2 separate regions of the Sus scrofa genome follow, and region 1 is linked to region 2. A link is a contact called in public HiChIP or PLAC-seq data. All regions are on one chromosome and are shown on one strand. The core of a region is the stretch at or near the end of the contact, and the rest is flanking DNA. Distances in the headings are between cores, read along the strand shown. Region 1 overlaps RGS3 (regulator of G-protein signaling 3). Region 2 holds the start of PRPF4 (U4/U6 small nuclear ribonucleoprotein Prp4).

The links. HiChIP or PLAC-seq counts read pairs in DNA pulled down with a chosen protein or histone mark.
Region 1: a contact with region 2 is called in an H3K27ac HiChIP or PLAC-seq map of skeletal muscle. The contact joins the enhancer-like site here to the promoter of PRPF4 in region 2. A contact is called at or near these places in 2 of 5 promoter capture datasets (fetal skeletal muscle and liver), 5 of 47 Hi-C or Micro-C datasets (brain, embryonic fibroblasts, omental adipose tissue and 2 more) and 1 of 2 datasets of contacts at active chromatin or transcription factors (skeletal muscle).

The regions. Positions count from the first base shown.
Region 1 is chr1:254,210,835-254,216,930 of Sscrofa11.1, reverse strand. It overlaps RGS3 (regulator of G-protein signaling 3), which reads right to left. Exons shown (of 24, transcript XM_003480580.4): 24 at 5,126-6,087. The coding sequence ends at 5,902. Among named protein-coding and RNA genes, the nearest start is that of MIR378B, 78 kb to the right of the region's middle. Within about 2 kb of position 3,485, at least 25 of the 83 cell types and tissues checked have an H3K27ac peak or open chromatin away from gene starts, as enhancers often do. A contact at or near this core is called in embryonic fibroblasts, fetal skeletal muscle, omental adipose tissue and 2 more, where this site is marked.
Region 2 is chr1:253,902,449-253,908,089 of Sscrofa11.1, reverse strand. It overlaps PRPF4 (U4/U6 small nuclear ribonucleoprotein Prp4), which reads right to left and starts at 1,359. Exons shown (of 14, transcript XM_005660339.3): 1 at 1,269-1,359; 2 at 319-496. It overlaps CDC26 (anaphase-promoting complex subunit CDC26), which reads left to right and starts at 1,431. Exons shown (of 4, transcript XM_021067696.1): 1 at 1,431-1,626; 2 at 4,810-4,919. The coding sequence starts at 4,867.

The sequences.
Region 1 (6,096 bases), core at 2,236-4,735, 310 kb before region 2:
AGAACCCTTCAGAGGGAGAAGCAAATACAGCCCGAGGTGTCAGAGTCAGACGCCTCCAGGGGAGAACCCTGCCTTTCTTCATCCCTTTCATGTTTTTATATTTTCCTTGGAGTCACAACCTGAGCTCGCCCCCTGGGAAAGACTGTTCTCAGCCGAGCTCCGTGTGTGTATGTGTGTGTGTGTGTGTGTGGAGGGGGGGTGTGCGTAAGCACAGCACAGGCAGGGTAGGCTGTGGACTTTACCTCAAGGGAAAGAGTGGGAATAACCAGCAGATCCTTCCTCAGCCCAGCCTGACTAGAGGACACCGAAGGGCCGTGTCCTGAGGCGCACTGAACTCAGGAAGACCCAGGGCCCAGGGGTAGGTAGGCTGCTTCATCCCAGTTGGCCCCTCCATTCCTCCGGGGAAGTGGCTAAACCCTATTTTTAGAATCCTAACAACTCACATGTACCCACACACTGAGACACAGACACACAGACCCTACATACAGAGACCCACTCAGCCTGAATCCCAGCCCCTCACACACAGCGCCATCTGCCCCTCCAGAAGGTCCTCAGATAGGAAGAAAGGCTTGATTCTCCTTGTTTCCCAGGAGAGAAGAGGGGCCTCAGCCAAGGTCGCAAAGGCATCTGGGACTGGTCTGGAGGCCGGGCAGCTGCTCAACGGTGTAAGTGCTATTCAGTTACCTCCAAAATGGCAGGGAGGGTCGTGCTGGGCCCAATGGCGCCTGGGGCCCAACTCCATCCCCTTGGGGCTTTGCCCTTGCCGTTGAGTCACCAGCCATCTAGGTAGAAACTGGCTTCAGAGTAGATGTGGGGCCACCTCCTCCTGTGAAGCTGGTTGCAGGGCCTGGCCTCATCCATTGGGTCACTTGGTCGCAGCCCCAGGCCTCCCTCCGGCCCCACGCAGGGCACCCTCTGTGCTGAGGGCTTACACAGATTCATTATCTCACCAAATCCACATGAGTTCCTTGAGGTGGGATTATTATTCCCATTTTACAGATGAAGCAACCAAGGTGCAGAGAGGCAAAGCAACTTCTCCCACAGCTCTACTGAGAGCTGAAATTCAGGGCCAGAAAGCCACACACACTTAAGCTCATGCCTTCCCTAGAAAACCTCTGACCTCGGGAGCTCCCCCTGTGGCACAGTGGGTTAAGAATCCGACTGCAGTGCCTTGGGTTCCCTGCGGAGCTGCAGGTTCAAGCCCCAGCTGGGTGCAGTGGGTTAAGGATCCGGCATTGCTGCAGCTATGGCATGGGTCACAGTTATGTCTTAGATTCATTCCCTGGCCCGGGAACTTCCATATGCCTTGGGTGCAGCCACGAAAGAAAGAAAGAAAGAAAGAAAGAAAGAAAGAAAGAAAGAAAGAAAGAAAGAAAGAAAGAAAGAAAGAAGAAGGAAGGAAGGAAGGAAGGAAGGAAGGAAGGAAGGAAGGAAAGAAAGAAAGAAAGAAAGAAAGAAAGAAAGAAAGAAAGAAAGAAAGAAAGAAAGAAAGAAAGAAAGAAAGAAAGAAAGAAAAAAGAAAGACAGACCTCCGCCCTCAAGCCAAGGAGGAGCTGAGTTAAGAGGCCCCATCGAAGCCACTAAATCTCTCAGAGAGTGATGCTGCCTGGGAGTTGGGGCTGGAGTTCCAGTTCCCACTCAGCCTCTCCGGTACTTGTCCCCTTTCTCTGATCCTTAACTTCCTCACTTATAAAATGAAAACAATCCTCAGACCTTCTCCAGACCTGTGGCGAGGCCTTGGTGGAGATAAGGAATGGACCCTCCTGTGTGTGCCACGCAAGCCATCACTTTTTTTCCTCTGCAGCCTGGCACTGCCCGCCCCCAGCTCCAGCTATGCCTTCGCTGCCATCATCCTGAGCAGGCCCAGGTCAGTTCCACAGCTCTTCCTCAACGGCCACCCGCCACTCAAGCCCCGCTGTCTCCTCCAGCCCAAGGGAGGGGCACCCCGGCAGCAGCAGGCCCAGGGTACCCCCTTCCCTCCTGCCTGGCCTGACCGGGGAGAGGCCAGGCAAAACCAGATGTTTCACAGATGTTGCTGATTGTCAGCAAAACAAGAGCTCGGGAGCGCCTTCTCTGAGGCCCAGGATCTGTTGCTTGAGGGCCTGAGAGCACTGCGAGAGAGGCAGGGGTGAGGGGCCGCCTTCAGCAGCAAGAGAAGGAAATTGGAGATTTTCCAGGGTAGGAGGTCCATGGGAGGGATCCAGAGAGGGAACACTAGGCACAGGGTCCAGGGGGAGCAAGGCTGGAAGGTGAGGGCAGGGAGCTCGGGGAGACTAGGGGGCGGTGAGGGGGGTACGGAGGAAGGAAGCTGGAGAATTGGGCCAGGATGTCCGGGGCTGCCCAGCCAGGAGACCTGCGGAGGCTACTGCTGACCTGCCTCCAGAGCCCCACCTCTGCCCCAGAACCCCAACTTCAGTGGAGGAGAACTTGAGAACCCCCAAGAGGCTCCCAGGCCCTCCTGAGCTATCTCTTGAGGTAATGAGCTCCCTGTCACAGGAGGGATGCAAGCAGAAACCCAAGAAGGGATCCAAGCACCGGCAGCAGTTGGATCCAGACGGTCTCTTCCAGGCTGGAGGGTTTAGGAGGCTATATCTGTCCCCAGCCAGGCTGAGAGCCTGCGGGAGGCAACTGAAGCTGGCTTGGGCAGACCAATGCCCAATCCCCGCCCACTGGCATCCACTGGAGTGGCACTAGTGTGCCCTTTCCCCTTTCCACCCTTCACATTTGCCAGCTAACCCCAACTGCTCGCAGCCAGGCCAAGACTGGGCAGCAGCACAGGGACAGACTGTTTCTGACTTATTCCCTGGAACAAGCTGGCTTTGCCCTCCACCAAAAACATTCCTGGAAGGATAGGGATCTGGGGTCTGAGATGAAAGGCTTCCTGACCCCTCTAATCCAGGTAGAGAATGTGCTTCGCCACCTCCCTGTGACGCTGAAAATGTGGCTGACAGCAGCTCGTGTTGAAGACACACATCCCTGGGCCGGGCACTGGGTTCAACTTGCTGCCAAAGACCTCCTGGCAACTCTGGGGTCGGTGCCAATACGCTCAATTTATGGATGAGAAAACTGAGGCAAAGAGAGGCTCCGTGACTGGTTTTTTTGTTTGTTTGTTTTTTCCCCCAAAGATGTGCAGCTAGTAGTAAGCAGTGGGACCAAGGGCTGAATCCTGGAGCCTGGGCCTTGCACCTTTACTCAGCGCTGTTTTCCTCCCTCTGCCTCTGTCTTCCCATCTGTGAGATGGGAGGGAGCTGGATGCGGGGCCCTCACAGCTCCCGGATCCCATACTGACCAGCCTGGGCTTCGCCTTCTGGACACCATACAGGTCAGGGCACTGCGGCCTCAGGTGGTGAGGGCTGTGCCCAAAGCCCCCAGGAACCCGGGCGGGGGTAGGGCAGGCGGATCCAGGCGCCTTTCCAGGCTGCCCTCCAGCTGTTCAGCGACGCCAAAGCAGCTCGGAGGCCAAGGGCCTCGAGTGTGAGTCATGGAAACCAGGCAGCGGGATCTTCCGAAATGGGAATTCCATCTGCCTGACTTGGTGCTCCTAGAGGGTGGTTTCCATGGCAATGTGGGAATACTGGCCCGAGGCTGAATCCCTGGATCCTAAAGAAAGGGGAAGGTGAGTCTCCTCACAGGCCCAGTGTCTCCTCCGAGCAGAGGAGGCCGCAGAGAGGCCGGGCGGGCTGGGACCCAGAAGGCCTGGGCGCTGCCATCAGCTGTGCGGCTATCATTTTGGGGGACAGGAGTGGTGTAGCCATCCACTCTGTTGGACCTTGATTTCCCAGCTGTCAGGTCCCCAAATCTCAGGCCTGGATGACACCTGAGAGGTTCCCTGGCCCTGAATGAGGAGCACACGTCTCTGTCCCCAGTCCTTCCAGGGGCATCACGGCAACTCTGTGGTGAGAAAGCCCTTCACCATTTACAAAGCCAAACAGGGCTCGCTAGCCAGGTCCAGTGCCAGGCCCCTGGCACCTGGAAGAAGACCCAGCCCCACTCCTGAAGGAGCTCACAGGGGAAGAGGCTGTAACATGTAGTGAGCACCTTTTGTAACCTGGCCCCAAGTTAGGCCCCCCAAGACCACCATTTCTGATGCTTTCCCAGTTCGGGGGAAACCTAGGTGTGCTCTTGCTCAGGGAGCCCAGCAAGGGCGGCATGGAGGACAGTGGCTGCAGCTCCAAGTCCTCGGTGGGCAGACCTGAACCCAGGGCCCCACGCAGGGAACAAGCTCCAAGGAGATGGGGCCCAGCCCCTCTGGCACCAATTCTGTCTCCCTTCATCTGTCAGCCCAGCTGAGCCAGTCCCCACCCCAGGGCCCCACTCTGGTCGCTGCCTCCGGATCCTGGCAGGTGGTATGTGTGGGCAGCTTTTGCAACGGCTTGGGCAGGCTCTCTCCCACCCCTCTAAGCAAGTGGTCCAGGGCCCCCTCTGGACCGTGGCTTTGAACCTGGCCTTTCCTAAATCTGCATCTCCTGTTAGGCACAGAGGGGGACGTCCTCCCCAGGGCCACAGAGGGACACTCGGGGAACACGATCCCACCCCGGCCCCGTCACCTCCCCGGCTCGTTCTCTGTCCTAAAGGCCTCCACAAGCCTGCCATCTACGGCTGCCACCCTGCCTGAGATTCTGGCCTCATCCACCTCCACCAGCCATCCTTGTACCACCAGAAAGTTCCACTGGAACCTCAGGGTGTGGCAGGACAGAGACGGGAAGGGACTAGTAGCAGCCAAGTTAGGAGTCCCTCCGGTAGCTGGTAGGGGACAGTGATGCAGAGTATAGCCAGGCTGGCTTGGGCTGAACCATGTCTCTGCCACTTGCTGGCTGTGTGACCTTGGAAAAGTCACCTAACCTGCCTGGGCTTCACTCGCCTCATCTGTTAAAGGGGGATAAGCCCCAGCTCCCAGGCTTGTGGGGAAGATGAGATAGATGTTAAGTGGAACAAGCCTGGCAGAGCGCCTGGCACAGAGCAGGCGGCTGTCTGGGAACAGCACCAGCGTATCATGTATATGGCACAGGGGTGGGAGGCAGGTGATGGCTAGAGAGGAGAAACAGCTAGAATGACAGCCCACCTACCAACTGCCCCAGGCCCAGTCTCCCTAGGAAGCCTCAAAACCAGGAACACACAGAAAGGGTCAAGAACAAAAAATAACACAGGCCTTTTATTTGCTCCAGAACTCGGCCACTGTCTGGTCTGAGGGTGCCATGCTTCCCTGGAGCCCCCGGGGGGCCCTCACTCAGGGGTGCTGGATTTCGGTGTGAGGTCAGACTGCGGCCCCCACCCCTCCGGGCCTTGTCAGTCCAGCAGTCCCAGCTGCCCGCCACTGGGGCTTGGGACCAGTGAATCCCCTGAAACCGGAAATGGTGTCCACCTTCTCTGCGAGGTGGCTTTTCACAAGGCGTTGGTTAAAATATTGCACTTGGAAATTAGGAAAACTGATGAGGCAAAAGGTTTCCTAGTACAGGACGACGTGCCAAGCATCCAGCTACTGTTTAAATAAATAAAACTCAAGGCAGGGGTCTGAGCTGAGAGCCCCGGCGGCCCCCCTGGAGAGCCCCGGAGCCCAGGCCTGAGCCCCTGCCCCATCAGCCAGTTCTTTAAGGAACTTGGTCATTGCAAGAGTCTCCACATCCGGGAGCAGCAGCTCCGGATCTGGCTCAGCCAGGGCCCCTGACCTGCCAGGGCCCTCGGGCCCCCTCGTACCAGGGCAGTGGGGACCCACTGGGGCCAGTCCCTCTACTCCTCCAGTGGCCTGGGCCTCTCTTGGTCCAGGCCTCTCATCCAAATGTCCGTCTGTCTGTCCGGACACAGCCTTCCGGGCTTGCTTGCCCCCCTGTCACGGGGAGAGGGAGGCAGTGGGGAGGCACCCAGCCCGCCTGGTGTGAACGCTGAGCTCCACCCCCGTGGCCCCTAAAGCGGGGGACTCATCTTCTTCTGGTTAATGAGGTCCAGGTAGAGGTCAGAGCGGAGGAAGCGTGGGTACGAGTCCTTCTCCATGAGCCCAAAGATACGCTTCTGCGCCAGATCAAAGCAGCCCCGCGTGACGCTCTGCAGGTTGTCCTTGGTGTGTTCCCGTGTGTATGAGTCCAGGTTTACCTGCAGGGC
Region 2 (5,641 bases), core at 110-2,609:
AACTGGAGCTGCAGCTGCCAGCCTACAACACAGTCACAGGCTCTTGGGATCTGAACCACGTCTGAGACCTACACCACAGCTCAAAGTAACAGTGGATCCTTTAATCCACATTTGAATGAGGTCAGGGATCCAACCTGCATCCTCTTGGATACAAGTTGGGTTCGTGTAACCCGGGAGCCACAATAGGAACACCAATAGATGCAAGTTTAATATGCGAAGTTTTCTGACACTATACTTGTGATATCTACGTTTAGGAAAGTAAATATTACAGAAATTTTGAGCACCCAAAGTAGAGATGGACTACAGTTTGCATCTTACCAGAGGTTATGTTAATATTCCCTGCTTCAATTCCTGCTTTAAGTCCTTCTTTTCCCAAAATCCCAGACTCTCCTTTGGCCAGCCGTTCCCTCTCCTTTTCTTCCAAACTTCCATAATAGATGTGTGGTTTCTTCACAACAGGAGCGACTAAGTCATCAGGTGCCTTAGTTTTGGTTGCCTGTTAAATCAAAGACCTGGATGAACCTAAAGCTTAATCTCAGCAATTTGCTAGCTTCCCAGAGGATGAAGCTTATCCAGAGCTTCAATCCTATTCCCTCCCCCAAAAAAGACAAGTTGGACACCAATTAAGATGTATCTTCCCTGATGGAGTGGGGCAGGGGGGAGTGTTCCAGTCTCTCAGTCACTTTAAGTTTTGCAGATAGGAAGAGATAGATAAAACTAGTGAATTTCTCTTGTGATTTTTCTATCAATGGTTTGCTTTGGAACATGTTTACTTCATTTGGTTGGAGGTGCAATCTCTTCTTGGGTTTTATGAAACTTTCAGGGCCACTGCTCATCACAGGAGATATCAAGAATAACTGAAATAACCAACGCCATGATAAAGGGGAACAAGTTATAAAGTTACCGGTCTATACAATTCAAACGTTTTCAGACGCGAGGTAGTAGATATGAAGTTAGGAGGCCTCATTATAATCAAGACTGACACTGTCGTAAATCTTGGCCAAAACCCTACTCCCTTTCAGAGCTCCGTTTCTGAACGAGACGGAAGAGGTATTTACATTTTAGGGTTGTTGTAGTAAGAGATGAAAATGACCTAAAACACACTCCGGTCACTCAAAGAAAAACGCTGCTCAGCTCTCTAAGACCAGACCGAGTCTGGCAGCCTTCCTCCTCAGTCCTCCACCGCCCGTTCCCTAACGGCTCTGTTCTGCACGGACCCCCCACCCCTCCGCCCTCCCTGCCCTGCCAGAGTGAGCCGAGATCCGTACCGTGGAGGAGGCTCGCGAGGAAGCCATGCTGGGCTCCGAGGCCGCGAAGCTTCAGCAAGAGGCGAGCCCTACGTTCCAGACCATCCACCGCGCGCCTAACAAAGCGGAATTACGTCCAGACCGGAAGTGGGCCGAGGGCCGAAGCCGCGTCCTGGGCGCCGTAGAGCATGATGGGAATCGTAGTAGGAAAGGCTCTGGGTGCGTTGAGCGTTGTGACACGTACAGCCTCTAAAAAGAGCACGCGGAGGACGAGGTTCTGCGAGGAGAGAGACTCAGAGCAACCTGGGAGGTGTAGTGCAGTTGACATAGCAGAAGATTCGGGGTGGGCGCTGAGGTTCCGGGAAAGGGCTGAAAAGAGGTAGGTGCTTCAAGTCGCGCGCCTCCGGACTGAACTCCGGGAGTGAAACGGCACCTTCCGGGGTCTGCTGCCGCTCCCGGCCCTGCGAAGAGCTTTAAGTCCTCCTAGAGTGGTGGACCATGTTGCCATGGAAACCTTTGCCCCGGACCCAGGAGTGCGGTCCTGTAGCCGCGAAAGGAGTGTGCTTTCCTCCGCTGTCGGGAAGTTCTCTCGGCAGCTTCTTTTGAGCTGGGTGGATTTTCGGTGCATTTGGGCAGTGGCGAAAGAATAAGCTCGAAGAGCCCTCTAGCGCCAGAGTAAAATAAAGAGCCAGCGGAGGAGCCATGGCCTGTGTTTGGTCTATATTACTCGGAGTGAGATGAAGAATGTCAGGCGTCAGGTAAACTGCGCGCAAGCAGCTCTGCACAGCCCTGTGTTGCCCTGGGTGTTGGGGCACCAGAGATCGACAAGACAAGGTTTTTGCTCCCGTATCGGGGGTGGAGATTTTTCAAAATTTATTGTTGTTTCCCGAGCTGGACAGAGCCTCCTACCCTCTCCAAGGGCAGTTACAATAATAATGGCTACATATTTGAGCGTTTACTAAATGCCAAGTTACGTACGTTACAGGCACTTATCTGCATCACGTCATTCAATCCATACAACACCTGAGTACAGATACAAGGGAAGAAGCTAAGATCTAGTGAAAGGCGAAGCTAATTGTCCAAAATCAGTGGCAACAGAATTTGAGTCTCTGCCCTTTGCCTCCAAAGCAAGCACTTTTACCCATTACACTATACTTCTTCATAGTGGTGAGCTTTTTACAGCTTGCGGGAAAGTTAGAATGTATCACAGTTGTTTTTTTCTTTTAAGCATTCTCTTGGAACTTTGGCTTCCTCTTGCCTTTGTCTACGTTGGAATCAAGATCCTATTTGATTTGGGAGTTCCTGTCGTGGCGCAGCAGAAACGAATCCGACTAGGAACCAGAGGTTGTGGGTTTGATCCCTGGCCTTGCTCAGTTGGATCCGGAGCTTAAGGATCCGGCATTAGGGTGAGCTGTGGTGTAGGTCGCAGACGCGGCTCGGATCTGGCATTGCTGTGGCCCTGGCGTAGGCCGGCAGCCACAGCTCTGATTAGACCCCTAGCCTGGGAATTTCCATATGCTGTGGGAGCGCCCTAAAAGGACAAAAAAAAAAAAAAAAAAAAATCGTATTTGATTTAGTACCAAAAAATTTGAAATGTAATGTGTCAGTGTTTTGTGTTGATAATATCATTTGTCTCAGTCCCAGGCTTCATGGGAGGAGGGGAAATTTTATCTTTTGTATACTTCACAGTCCCTAGCTACATCCTAGAAACATGTAATAATCATTTATGTTTGTACATACTTTTTTTTTGCTTTTTAGGGCCGCACCTGCGGCATATGGAGGTTCCCAGGCTAGGGGTCTAATCAGAGCTACAGCTGCCGGCCTGTACCACAGCTCACCACAACACCGGATCCTCAACCCTCTGAGTGAGGCCAGGGATGGAACCCTTAACCTCATGGTTCCCAGATAGATTCATTTCCACTGCGCCACGATGGGAACTGTACATACCTCATTTTATTTATTTATTTATTTTGTCTTTTGTCTTTATTGGGCTGCAGCAGTGGCATGTAGAGCCGAGTCTGCAATCTATACCACAGATCACAGCAATGCTGGATCCTCAACCCACTGAGTGGGGCCAGGGATCGAACCTGAAACCTCATGGTTCCTAGTTGGATTTGTTTCCGCTGCACCATGAGGGGAACTCCAGAACTATACATACTTTAAAGGAGGTTTCACTTACCTCATTCTCACTTTTTTTGTGTGGTCTTTTTTAGGGCCACACCTGAGGTATATGGAAGTTCCTAGACTAGGAGCCAAACTGGAGCTATAGCTGCCGGCCTACACCAAAACCATAGCAACACAGGATCCAAGCCCTGTCTGCAACCTATACCACAGCTCACGGCAATGCTGGATCCTTAACCCACTGAGCAAGGCCAGGGATCAAACCTGCATCCTCGTGGATACTAGTGGGATTCTTAACCTGATAAGTCTCAGCTAGAACTCCAAGGCTGAGACATTTGTTAATCAACTGAATAGCTTCAACTTTATCTGTAAAATAGGGTAATTTTGCCAGTGTCATAGTATTTCTGTGTTAAAAATGAGAATGTACAAGAAAAGCATAGCATGGTGCTCGAGAAAAGTTCATTTCACTTTTTGAATTTGAATATCTAAATTTATTCAGCAAAACATATACTGATTGGTTATTATAGACATTCTCTACAGGATGCTGTTGGGAATATAAAGATGATGCCATTGGAGTTTCCTTCGCGGCTCAGCGGTTAACAAATCTAACTAGGATCCATGAGGATGCGGGTTCCATCCCTGGCCTTGCTCAGTGGGTTAAGGATCCGGGGTTGCCATGAGTTGGGGTGTAGGTCGAAAATTCGGCTCAGATCCTGTGTTGCTGTGGCTGTGGTGTAGGCTAGAGGCTATAGCTCCGATTTGACCTCTGGCCTGGGAACCTCCATATGCTGCAGGTGCAGCCCTAAAAAGAAAAAAAAAATGATGCCCTCAACAGCTTTTAAACTCAGTTTAGGAGTTTCCTTCTAAAGAAAATCTTTTTTTTTGAGTTCCCGTCATGGCGCAGTGGTTAATAAATCCAACTAGGAACCATGAGGTTGCAGGTTCGATCCCTGGCCTTGCCAAGTGGGTTGGGGATCTGGCATTGCCGTGAGCTGTGGTGTAGGTTGCGGAAGAGGCTTGGATCCTGAGTTGCTGTGGCTGTGGTGTGGGCTGGCAGCTGCGGCTCTGATTCAACCCCTAGCCTGGGAACCTCCATATGCTGCAGGAGCGGCCCAAGAAATGGCAAAAGTCAAAAATAAAGAAAAGAAGAAAACCTTTTTTTTTTTTTTTTTTTTTAAGCATACAAATTACTTTGGATTTTCATATTCTAGGGTGTTCCCTTGGCCTCTGTGCATACTTGTTCTCTCTGCCTCGGATGCCCTTAAGCCCCTTTCTCTGCCTGCCCTTCACACATCAACTAAGACATCATCTCTACCAGGAAGTCTTGCACATCCCTCTTCACCCCACTGGACTGAGTGCTTATGTGATACCATTGCGTTACCCTCCTCAGCGTTCTTATTACACTGTATTGAAATTTTCTCTTTGTTTGTTTTTTCCACAGACTGTGGCTATGCCTTTTAACTGTGTAGCTGGAGTACAAGAAGTGTTTGTTTAATGAATGACCTATCCATTTAGCACCTACTTAGACCCTAAGGATAACCCTGTGAATTGGTGAGTTAGAGGGAGTTTTCCTAAGATTTAGTAAACTGATTTTAGTATTTGCAAGTGATCACAAATCCCTCACAATTTGCACATAATATTAATCAAATTTAATGGCTTGTGTATATTCCTATTAACTACACTGAATTAAGATGTGATATTTAATTTTACTCTCTTAGCTAGAGTATTTGCTTGTGAACAGAGCATGAGATTGAAATGATTGTTGTCTAGAATCCTCTTTTATAGGCATCTTGCTTGTTTTTCTTTTTTTTTTTTTTGGTGGGGTGGGGGGTATTGGCTGTGCCCACGGCATATAGAAGTTCCCAGGCCAGGGATCAAATCACACCACAGCAGGACCTGAGCCACAGTAGTGATAATGCCGGATCCTTAACCCGCTGAACCACCATGGAACTCCTAGGCAGCTTGCTATTGTAAGTTCTGGAAGAAAGAATTTTGTGGAACTTCGTGGAACTTCATCATGTAATAATCACACAGCTAAAGACCTAGAAGTCAGTGTGTGAATCTAGATGAGTCTTTTGTACTGCCATTTGTTTTAGTGTGGTTGCTTACAAATTGATCTGATATTTGTAGCTGAGATTTATCTTTTCCATTTGTTCCTCCTGTCTGCAATCTTTTTTTTTTTTGTCTTTTTAGGGCCACACTCGCAGCATATGGAGGTTCCCAGGCTAGGGGTTGAATCGGAGCTATAGCTGCTAGCCTACGCCACAGCCACA